2 separate regions of the Hordeum vulgare genome follow, and region 2 is linked to region 1. Evidence: chromatin contacts called from public Hi-C data. All regions are on one chromosome and are shown on one strand. Each heading gives the region's core, a stretch centred on a gene start, on an enhancer-like site or on the middle of the called end of the contact. The rest is flanking DNA. Distances are from core to core; before and after follow the strand shown.

The links. Hi-C and Micro-C count contacts between places; a contact is called where the count stands out from the background.
Region 2: a Hi-C map of seedling shows a contact between it and region 1, with 2.2 times the contacts expected there. The contact joins the promoter of LOC123444186 here to the promoter of LOC123444183 in region 1. A contact is called at or near these places in 3 of 6 Hi-C or Micro-C datasets (leaf and seedling).

The regions. Positions count from the first base shown.
Region 1 is chr3H:447,156,984-447,162,188 of MorexV3_pseudomolecules_assembly, reverse strand. It overlaps LOC123444183 (G-type lectin S-receptor-like serine/threonine-protein kinase LECRK1), which reads left to right and starts at 1,492. Exons shown (of 1, transcript XM_045120820.1): 1 at 1,492-4,296. The coding sequence starts at 1,745. The coding sequence ends at 4,132. It overlaps LOC123444184 (putative clathrin assembly protein At2g01600), which reads right to left. Exons shown (of 15, transcript XM_045120821.1): 15 at 4,713-5,205. The coding sequence ends at 5,017.
Region 2 is chr3H:447,549,214-447,554,588 of MorexV3_pseudomolecules_assembly, reverse strand. It overlaps LOC123444186 (glycosyltransferase BC10-like), which reads right to left and starts at 3,741. Exons shown (of 11, transcript XM_045120823.1): 1 at 3,292-3,741; 2 at 3,105-3,221; 3 at 2,917-3,017; 4 at 2,192-2,263; 5 at 2,008-2,089; 6 at 1,835-1,915; 7 at 1,093-1,137. The coding sequence starts at 3,597.

The sequences.
Region 1 (5,205 bases), core at 243-2,742:
AATCTTCAAAACTAGATCCATGTCGACATATTTCGACAACTTTTTTTTTACTCGTACTTACCATATTTGTTGCACTTACTTGTCATATTAGTAAGTACTTACTTGTGTGATAAAAAATAATTTAATCGTCATATTTTTTGGAGATTGCATATAAATATGACATCTCGACATAATCAAACTAGCAAACACAAACAACTTTTTATAGGCGATTACGCGCGAAAATATGACAACTCAACATATTTAAAATCGATGACCACAAGAAATCTTTTTTGGTCATCGTTTGTAAATATGACAACTCGACATACTTAAAACTAACAAGCACACAAAATAGTTTTCTCGCAAAGTTATATGTAAATACGACAAATTAGCATATTTAAATTGGCAAACACAACCTATTACATGCTTTTTATATCATGCATAATAGAAACTGCCACAAGGCTTTATACGAAACAACATTAAAAAATGGCAATCAAGTTATTTTTCCCAGACAAGTAAGTGGTTAATAATATGTCAAGTGGGGTCAAAAAATATGACAAGTTTGAACTGAAAAAAATAATTATCAAAACATGTCGACGTGGGATCTAGTTTCGAAAAACTCGTCGCGAGAAAGTCAATAGTGAAAACGGATTATCGATTGAATTAACGGTTTTATAGATAAAACTTTTTGAATTTTAAACATCAAAGGGAATTGGGCTCAACCGACTGTTTAAGGAGCCGCCGCATGGAAGAGCATATATGCGGCGCCGTCGCTAGTCAATCTCTTTTTTCTTTTTAACTAATCTCTCCTCCCCTAATTTTTAATAAGGATGGGGTCTCATCCCTTTTAACCTCCAATCAAAATTCTTCTGGGTATAAAATTTTTATAAACTTATGTACGTGTAGCATTACTTGTAGGAAAAGGGTCATATTACAATGAAAAAAATCCATCTCGCTTAAGTTTTCAAGAAGGGTCGAGATAGTGATTTCGGCCGCCTGTGGATGTTCATGAAAAAAAAAAGTCCATACGCAGTCTCCCTTCTCGTGGTCCACATGATGCCCGGTTTCACGGAAAAGTCGCAGCCACGATATTGCTCGACAAGTGCTTCCGATGGTGTTGCTTCGTTGGCAAATCAAGATGCAACAGAAACTCTAATGGGAATCGTTCGGCCGGTCGCACACATGCGGGCGTTCGTTGACTTGATATCTAACTTTCTTCATTTAAAATTGTTGCAAACGACATTATATTTGCTATAAACGTTTTGTTTTGCTACATCTGTCCGCTAAAAAGCTCATTCATGGTTGATTGCAACTTCAGTTCGTTGGATTTTCGTTACAATCGCTATTTTTTACTTTTGCTACAACTGTGTTAATTTTGCTATAACCGGCATCATTCTTTGCTGCAACCGTTCACTAAAAAAGTTACATTCACGTCACGTAGATATTTTCCACAACCGGTGTTTGACTTTTGCTACCGCGCACCATCAACTTCGTTTTTTTGTTACGACCACGTAGATATTTTTCTTACTACAAATTTTATTTTTTGTTGCAACCATTGAAAAGATTGCTGCATCGAACGAAAAAATATTGCATGAAGTGGTTGGTGGATCCTAAAGTTTCGGCCGGCAGATTAGTTCTAATGTACATTTCTGACTAAGGATTGACTTGCTGTTGAGTGATTTGCAGTATCAGCATCACCAATTCATCATACACGCACTAAGCGACCCCCCACCGAGCATTCGCCCAGCAAGCTCATCATCATCCATCCATGGCGGCCAAGCCTTTCCATCTGCTCTTCTACTTAACACTAGTCATCCATGTTTCCCTCCAAGTGTCATTCGCGCAGACGAACATCACATCAAGGTCCCCCCTACTGGCTGCCGCCGGCGCCGGCTGGTCGTCCCCGTCGGGCCGCTTCTCCTTCGGCTTCTACGCCACGGACGGCGGCCTCGCCATCGGCGTCTGGCTCGCCACCGCGCCCAACGTAACGGTCACGTGGACCGCGAACCGCAACGACACGCCGGACACGGGCGGCTCGCTGATGCTCACCTACGACGGCCGCCTCATCTGGATCGGCGCGAGCATCAAGGACAGGCCGGTGGCAGTCCCGTCCCGGCCGGCTGTCTCCGGCGCCATGCTCGACGACGGCAACTTCGTCCTGTACGGCGCGGACGCGTCGGTGGTGTGGTCGACGTTCGCGTCCCCGACCGACACCCTGCTCGCCGGGCAGGACCTCGTGCCCGGGGCTCAGCTCTTCTCCAGCGTGTCGGACACCACGAGGGCCACCGGGAAGTACCGGCTCACCAACCAGCAAAACGACGGCAACCTCGTGCTGTACCCGGTGGGCACGAGCAACGTGGCAGCCGCGGCGTACTGGGACACGGTGACCTTCCAGATCGGCTTCCCCCTCACCCTGCGCCTGGATGCCAGTGGCGTGCTCTACCAGGCGAACAGCAACGGCAGCTACACCAACAACCTGACGCGACCCGGAGCCGCAAAAGCTGGGGAGCAAGCCCACTACCGTCTCACGCTTGACCCTGACGGAGTTCTGCGTCTGTACCGCCACGCCTTCGTGTCCGGCGGCGCGTCAAAGGCCGACGTCCTATGGAGCACACCGAGCGATCGGTGCCTTGTCAAGGGAGTTTGTGGGTTCAACAGCTACTGCGTCCTCGATCGCGACGGGCAGCCTACCTGTCTGTGCCCGCCTGGGTTCGGTTTCGTCGACGCGAGCAACGCCGCGCTCGGTTGCACGGTGAACTCCAGCGCCGGCCAATGCAAGGGGGGACAACAAGACGCCGCAGGCTTCTCCATGGCGCCCACGCCCAACATGTCATGGGCGGACACGCCGTACGAGGTGATGGGCGCGGGCACGAGCGCGGCCGACTGCCAAGCGGCGTGCCTGGGCGACTGCTTCTGCGCCGCGGTGCTAAGGGACGCCAACGACGGCACGTGCACGAAGCAGCAGCTCCCTCTGCGGTACGGCCGCGTGGGCGGCGGGTACGCGCTGTCCGTGAAGACCGGGGGAGCGGCGAACCCGACGCCGGGCGGCAGCGGCAGGGACACCAACCACAGATCCGTCGGCGTCGGGCGCGCGACCACCATCGCGCTGGTTTGCATCGGCGTTCTAGCATGCGTCGCGTTGTCCGCCTTGATCGCCTCCGCGCGGCTGCTCCGGGCGAACTGGAGGATCTTACACCGGCACGTGGCGCTCGCGAACGCCGACGCCGGCGAGGGCTTGGAGGAGGAGACGGCGCCCCTGAGATCGTACACCTACCAGGAGCTGGAGCGCGCGACGCACAGCTTCCGGGACCCTCTGGGCCGCGGCGCGTTCGGCACGGTGTTCAAAGGGGCGCTGCGCAACGGCGAGAAGGTCATCGCCGTGAAGCGGCTGGAGAAGCTGGTGGAAGACGGCGAGCGGGAGTTCCAGAGAGAGGTGCGCGCCATCGGGCGGACGAGCCACCGCAACCTGGTCCGCCTCCTGGGCTTCTGCCACGAGGGCGCGAGCCGCCTCCTCGTCTACGAGTTCATGAGCAACGGCTCGGTGGCGGACCTGCTCTTCAAGGGCGGCGCATCCCGCGCGCCGGCGTGGCCCGGCCGCCTAGGCATCGCGCTCGACGTGGCGCGGGGCCTGCACTACCTCCACGACGAGCTGGACAGCCGCGTGATCCACTGCGACGTCAAGCCGCAGAACATCCTCATGGACGCGGCCGGCACGGCCAAGATCGCCGACTTCGGGCTGGCGAAGCTGCTGCAGCCCGACCAGACGCGCACTTTCACCGGCGTCCGTGGCACGCGCGGGTACCTGGCACCCGAGTGGTACAGGGGCGCCGGGCCGGTCACGGTGAAGGCGGACGTGTACAGCTACGGCGTGGTGCTGCTCGAGATCGTGACGTGCAGGAGGGGCATGGAGATGGAGGAGGCCGGCGAGGAGCGCACGCTGAGGGAGCTGGCGTACGAGTGCCTGCTGAGGGGTGAGGTGACGAGGGCCATGAACAGCGACGAGGTGGTCGACGCGGCGGCCATGGAGCGGGCGGTGAAGGTTGGGATCTGGTGCGTGCAAGGAGAGCCTGAGTCGAGGCCGTCCATCAAGAGCGTCATCTTGATGCTGGAAGGACATTTGGAGGTGCCATTTCCACCGCCTCCCGCTTCCTATTGATGTGTGTATATGATGGTAGAGAAATGCAGCTGAATTTAGTTCACTATATGTAGGTTTTTGTAGAGATCAACAATATGATTTCTACTTTTGTTTCGCACAAAAGACTCAAAGCTCGATGAAGAAAATGAAAACAAATATGACGCTGGCAATGATTTTGGACCTAATCGATAGCTCTCTCTCTCTCTCTCTCTCTCTCTTTTTTTTTTTTTTTTTTGACAAAAGACCTAATTGATAGCTCAATTTTGTAGACGCTGCTATTCACAGACAGCTCTTCTCTTTTTACCAACCGGGCCGATCACCTTTTCCATTAGTGATACTGGACCAAAAAATTCCTTTAAGAAATGAAGTTACAAACTTGCATGAAAGAAAATGATCGCTTATCTGAATTCTGATAGAATTCTGATATTCCACTAAACGATCAGACTGAACGAAATTTAAGAATGTTTACTCTCCTCGTGAGTTCCTCGCCGGAGACTAAAGAAAAATAAGCAATTGGAAAAGAAAAACCAGGTCGCTGGGGAATGGGTATCAACTATCAAGAACTCATGTGTAACTGTAACCTCCGTGACTGTGTTTCCTGTATCCCAATAAAAGTTTTCATTGGCATGTGATGCCGCATCAGCAACGACGAAATTCTTTACAAGGAGGGTCTTCCATTCCATGACCACCAAAGTGGTGAGAAAATATACACCAAAATTTAATACAAGCATGAGCTATACAAGAATTGATCAAGCGGCCAACGCAAGGGAGATGGCGGGACAAACCTGGCATTATCATTTGTGACGCAAGGAAATTGAACTTCACAACACGCAGTATGTAACTCTGGAAACTGGGTTTGGCATTGCGCCCAACGTGTATGTAACTGTGACTGTACGGTTGTGAAGCTATAGAAGTTGCGCAGTTCCAAACGGGTTGGCTTGTGCGTACATTCCATTTCCATTTGCTGCCGGGAAAGGGCCGAAGCCGGCATCGAGGAAGGGGTTTGGCACAGGCATTGTGCCCGCATGCTGTGGGTGCGATGGCGGTCCGAAGGGATTTGGCTGCATCTGCTGGGGCTGCTGTGCCATGGCTGC
Region 2 (5,375 bases), core at 2,492-4,991, 390 kb before region 1:
GCTGAAGCCCTTCCATGGAGAACCGCCGGCAGCAACACCGGTGCTACCTCCTACCTCCGACGAAGACCGGCGAAGGTGTTGCAGGTCCAGCTACGTCGCGGAGTGTGGCGCTTGTTGATCCAGTGGCAAGGTCTTCCGGAGGAGGATGCCACTTGGGAGCAGCTTGACGAGTTCCGTCAACATTTTCCAGACTTCCAGCTCGAGGACGAGTTGTTTGCGCAGGCGGGGAGAGATGTTATGACCGGCATGACTTATAGCCGGAGGAGGTCCAATGAACCCGTTTAGTTAAGGGCTTAGCCCAAGTTATCTTAGTTAAGTTAGGGGCTTAGCCCAAATTTCCTTATTTCTATTACCTTAGAGCTTATATAAACAGTTGTAAGACACCTTTTGGAATTAAGCAATAAGACAATTCTATTGCCCGGCTCCCAGAGGAGCCGGAACCCTAACCCTAGCCACCGCCTCCACTACTCGCCGCCGCCTCCTCCCTGCGCCGAGACGGCGCCGTCACGCCGGCCGCGGCGCCCTCGTCTCCTCCAACCTCCCTCCTACCCTTATAACCTAAGGCAGAGGGCCGGTAGAACCCTAGTTTCTACCATCAGTATTATTGTTGGGTGAATGACTAATCACTGTTGAGCAGGGGATGCAAATTGAAATGCATGTTTGATTTGATGATCCAAGGGAACAAGCATTCACCACATTTAAAGCTTAGACAATGCCAGATTATACTCAGAACGGGTATTTACATCACTAACATTGTAGAAGAACTTTGGAAGTAGTACAGAAGCGAAGTACTAGTTATTTATTTTTGCCTACCATGCAAAATGGGTGCAACTTTATCTAGGAAAGGCAATGACAATTATCCTCTCCCTTCATTTACAACTTCAATAGAAGTCGCATTGAAGAAAATTGAAGCAATACATGCATAACTGGGAACCATCAATATATTTAAGTTGTTACAATGTCACTTTTGAAACAATAATTTCCTAGGTAGAGCAAAACAACAGCTACTAAATGCAACATTTTGGCCTATAGCTTCATATGGAGCTTGTCTGAGTAAACTGCATAGCAACCTGACCTAAAATAAGTACTTACAGCATTCACCAGCTTTTGTCCAAGCAAAGCATTGGTCACAACCATCTGCAATTATTAGGTAAAACCAAACACAATCATTACTGTGATGTGCACAAAAGCATGACGGATCAGTAGGATGTATTAAAACAAGATATCTCTTATTGTAAATAACTGGCATAATTCAGTATAAGCTAGTTTAAGCACATTTCTATAGTGTTTTCACAACATCAATGGATGGAGTCAAATAATAATTTAAAAGATTCAGAATCAATTTGCATCGGTCATGCATATAAGCTAAAGATAAACATTGCTGCTGATCAAATGTAAATGTGTGGACAAGACCTTTAGTTCGGATAGACATGATATAGCATGTATCTGATTCAGCACAGTAGTTACAGCTGAAAAGCATGCTACATCTTGCCTCACACTTATCCAAGGGTGTATAAAGGATAAATTCTTATTGTTTATCACAGTCATAATGACATAATCACTGCAGCACACATAATCATATCTCCAACTAGGGAATGTAAAGGCCAGGCTTTCATATACATGTACTTAACGAAAGGACACAACACATTTTCTATTGCTAGCATTATTTGTTAAACGAATTGTAAGTTTAAGATTCAAGGCCGTAGCACATGAAGAGGAACTCAAACAAACACATCCAAAAACAATGTAACATTTACTTCACGTCAAGGATTAGAAAGGGCGAAAATAAGGTAAGCGGAAATTCCAGCATCCACATCACCAGAACAACAACTACCTTACAATGCTTTCTGAATACTTGAAAGACATGCTTGTCACCAACAACAACCTCTGCGTGCTTTCTGATTAACATTACCCACTGAAATGAGATGGCAGATGGATTCAGAGTTAAGCTCTTAAACAAGTATGAAAAATCTACAGCAAAAAAGAAAGCCATGAAATCACAAGAACCTGTGATCCTTTCCTCCATTTATCCTTTCGAATGACGGGAGACATGTTTGGATTATAGCGCTTCTCTGCCTTGTCAGTGAAACTGAAGACAAAAAAACTCATTTTAGAAACTTCAGGCTTAAACATTGCATCTTCTATGGAAATTTGGGAAGTTGCAAAGTAGCATATCGTATCTTTCCATTACCTATCCACAATACTTTTAGGTGAACCCATCAAGTAAGTATATGTGTAGCTGAAGTTGTACAAAGGAACACAACTGAAACAGAAATCGATGAAATGTTAAAATTTAAACTAGGAACTGCAGACCTTCAAAATAATCAATTGATGCTTGTACTGACAAAGGGAAGCAAACCCAAACTACAATGCGGAGGCATGCATACTAAGGAATGAAAAATAAAATCTCTGAAAAAGCTCTCTCTCAGTTTGGACATGTATGAATGCTTCATACTTAATACAGTAAGTCAAGCAACGATTAGTCCCTTGTGGAAGCACACAAGCGAACCAAGCAACAAGGAATCAAAATCACAGAATGGGTCCATTACTCCAACAATAATTTTCCCACCATCATCTAGCAATTTCCGAGTAAAAAGGATGTTACCCCCACGGTGGTCCTCTGAATAAGCACCACAGCTGGAAACCAGAATACCAATGCATCACTTAGAAGACTACCCACTTCAATTCTACAAAATGGAATCGGATGTACCAATCTAAATGAGTCCGTGATAAATAGATAACCTACTCGAGTTCACATGTAAATTACCGTTATTAAATATCCAGTTATTTAATTGATCACTAGTGGCAACTACAGTTTAAGCCCCTGTTACATTTATACTAGTATGCTAAATAAGGTAACGAGATCACTGCCTCCGAAGAAAAATCAGTACATACACTATGGGAAAAGTAACTTACCTATCCGAGAGCAAAACAAACCGCTGGTTGGCGGGATCCTCAAGCGCAGCGGCGAACAACATCTTCTCCGCCTGGACCATGGTTGGTTCGCCCCACGCTACCTGCAGGACGCAACCATATTTCCCCAACTCAAAATCGAACCCCGATCACAGCAACCAGATATGAAAAAAGTCGGTAAGAGGGTCAACCTTGACGGCCCTCGCGAGTTGACGCCCGTAGAAGTACGGCGATCCGGTGGTGGTGCGGTCGAGGACGAACCCCGGCGCCGAGTGCACGTACACCGAGAACCTCCCCTCCTCCCCATTCTGCCGAAACACGCGACGATCAGAACCAGACGTAAGGAACGAGTCACGGGAGAGGCCGCTGGGTGCTTACGCGGAAGAAGGCGTCCCAGAGGAAGTCGAGCGGCAGGCCGGCGCGGGCGAGGAAGAGGAAGGCCACCTTCCCGGGCCCCGCGGAGGGCGGCAGCGCGGCGAGCGGCGCGGCGGGGGGCTGGGTGCGGAGGAACGCCGCGAGGAGGAGCAGGAAGGAGAGCGGCGCGGCGAGGCGGAGGCAGAGGCGGGCGCGCGCGCGGCGGCCGGCCGGGAGGGCCAGCGCCCACGGGGCGGCCGGCCTCTTGGCCCCCGGCATCAGCGGGCGCGGCAGCAGCTGACCCGGCGCCGGCGTGGGCCTCGGCGGCATTCAAACCCGGAACGGGGGGTTAGAAGGCAGAGCGTGGCGTTTCGGGCACGCGGGGCGCCGCGGGGGGTCGGTGGGGAGCTGGAGACGGGCGGTGTGGTGTGCGGTGGTGTGGCGCCGTGTTACTTTTCGCCTTGCTTTTGCTGAGCTTCTGGTGCGATTTTTCAGTTCTCGTGACGCGCGCGGGTTCGGTGACTCTGTGGGGGCGGGGCGGTGTTGGCGATCCGCGGCGTGGCGGACCTCGCGGTGGGCCAGCTGGCGAGGGCGTTGGGATCTGTGACCCGGCTGCTGAGGTGCTGAGATAACATTTTGTTTCGAATGAGCTCTTGGATTTGGAGATCCGACGATGACGGGTGGGTCTTGGGTCTTGCCGAACCCTCGGGAATTTCGTGTCAAATTAACAATATCATTTACCGAAATACTTTTTTTTTATATATATACTTTTTACTTCCTCCGTTCCTAAATATAAGTCCTTTTAAAGATTTTATTAATAGACTACATATGTATATGTATATAGACATACTTTAGAATATAGATTCATTCATTTTGTTTCGTATGTAGACCACTAGTAAAATCTCTTAAAAGACTTATATTTAGGAACGGAGGGAGTATATTAGAATTAACTGAAATCAAATTTTAATAAATTTAATTAAGTTTATAATAAACAATATAAATATTTGTGTAACAAATCTATATGATGTAAAAGTACATTCAATAATGAATCTAATGATATTGGCTTGTTGTTGTATATGCTAATGTTTTTTCTGTAAACTTTAGTAAAGTTTAACTTTGACCAAACATAATACAAGGAGTAAATAAAAACGGAGGAAGTACTAAAAAAATTAACGTGAGATTTTAAGCATAACAAAACAAACATTTTTCATGGCAAATTTATTGTCGTATAATGGATGACATGCAAATATCCCCAAGGATCCTCCTCCCCCATGGCAGCGCCGCCCCACGTCTGATGAATACAACCATGAAGATGAGTCGGTCCGCATCACGAACACAGTTGAGTGAAGATGAGTCGGCCCGCATCACCAACACAGTTGAGTGAGACGCAACAGGTGTTAAGGCAAAATCTACGCCCGCGGGTGGCCTAAAAAGGGCAGTACACAACTTCCAAGATCACCCTGCTTGCCAAAGTTGCTCTTGTTTCTTATGTCGGCGTTGTCGCGCGCTCCGTTGTGGCATCTGATCCGGGCAAAACAAGACTATCAAGGATTGACATCCCGCGGATGCAGTGGAAGGAGCACGTGTTGCTGGAACTGCCCAAAACCAATACTTATCAAATTTCAACATGGGGAATGGCTTTAAGGTGGTGGTGGCGGCTGTAACACCCATGGAGGAAGAGGGGTAGGTGAATACCAGGGTGCATGTGAACCAGCCCCCTAAAGCGAGGGAACCAAGTCTCACGGAGGTCGCGTAAAATGGAGGGGGGGGAAACAGGTGGATCTGTAGTGAAAACTCACTCTCCCTTCTCGGTGCCAAGCGTGTCGTCGTCCCAAACATTGACAACACCGGAGTCCACGACCCGTCACCCCTAGCATCTACGGGTCTGTCCAAGGCCATGGGAGGGCAGGTGGTGCTCAATGTTATGTCTCCAGCGTATCTACTTTTTGAAACACTTTTGCTCTTGTTTTGGACTCTAATTTGCATGATTTGAATGAAACTTCTCCGGGGTGATGTTGTTTTCAGCAGACCTTCCATGGTATTGTTTTTGTGCAGAAATAAAAGTTCTCGAAATTGGATGAAAATTTCTGGAGTTTTTATGGAATATA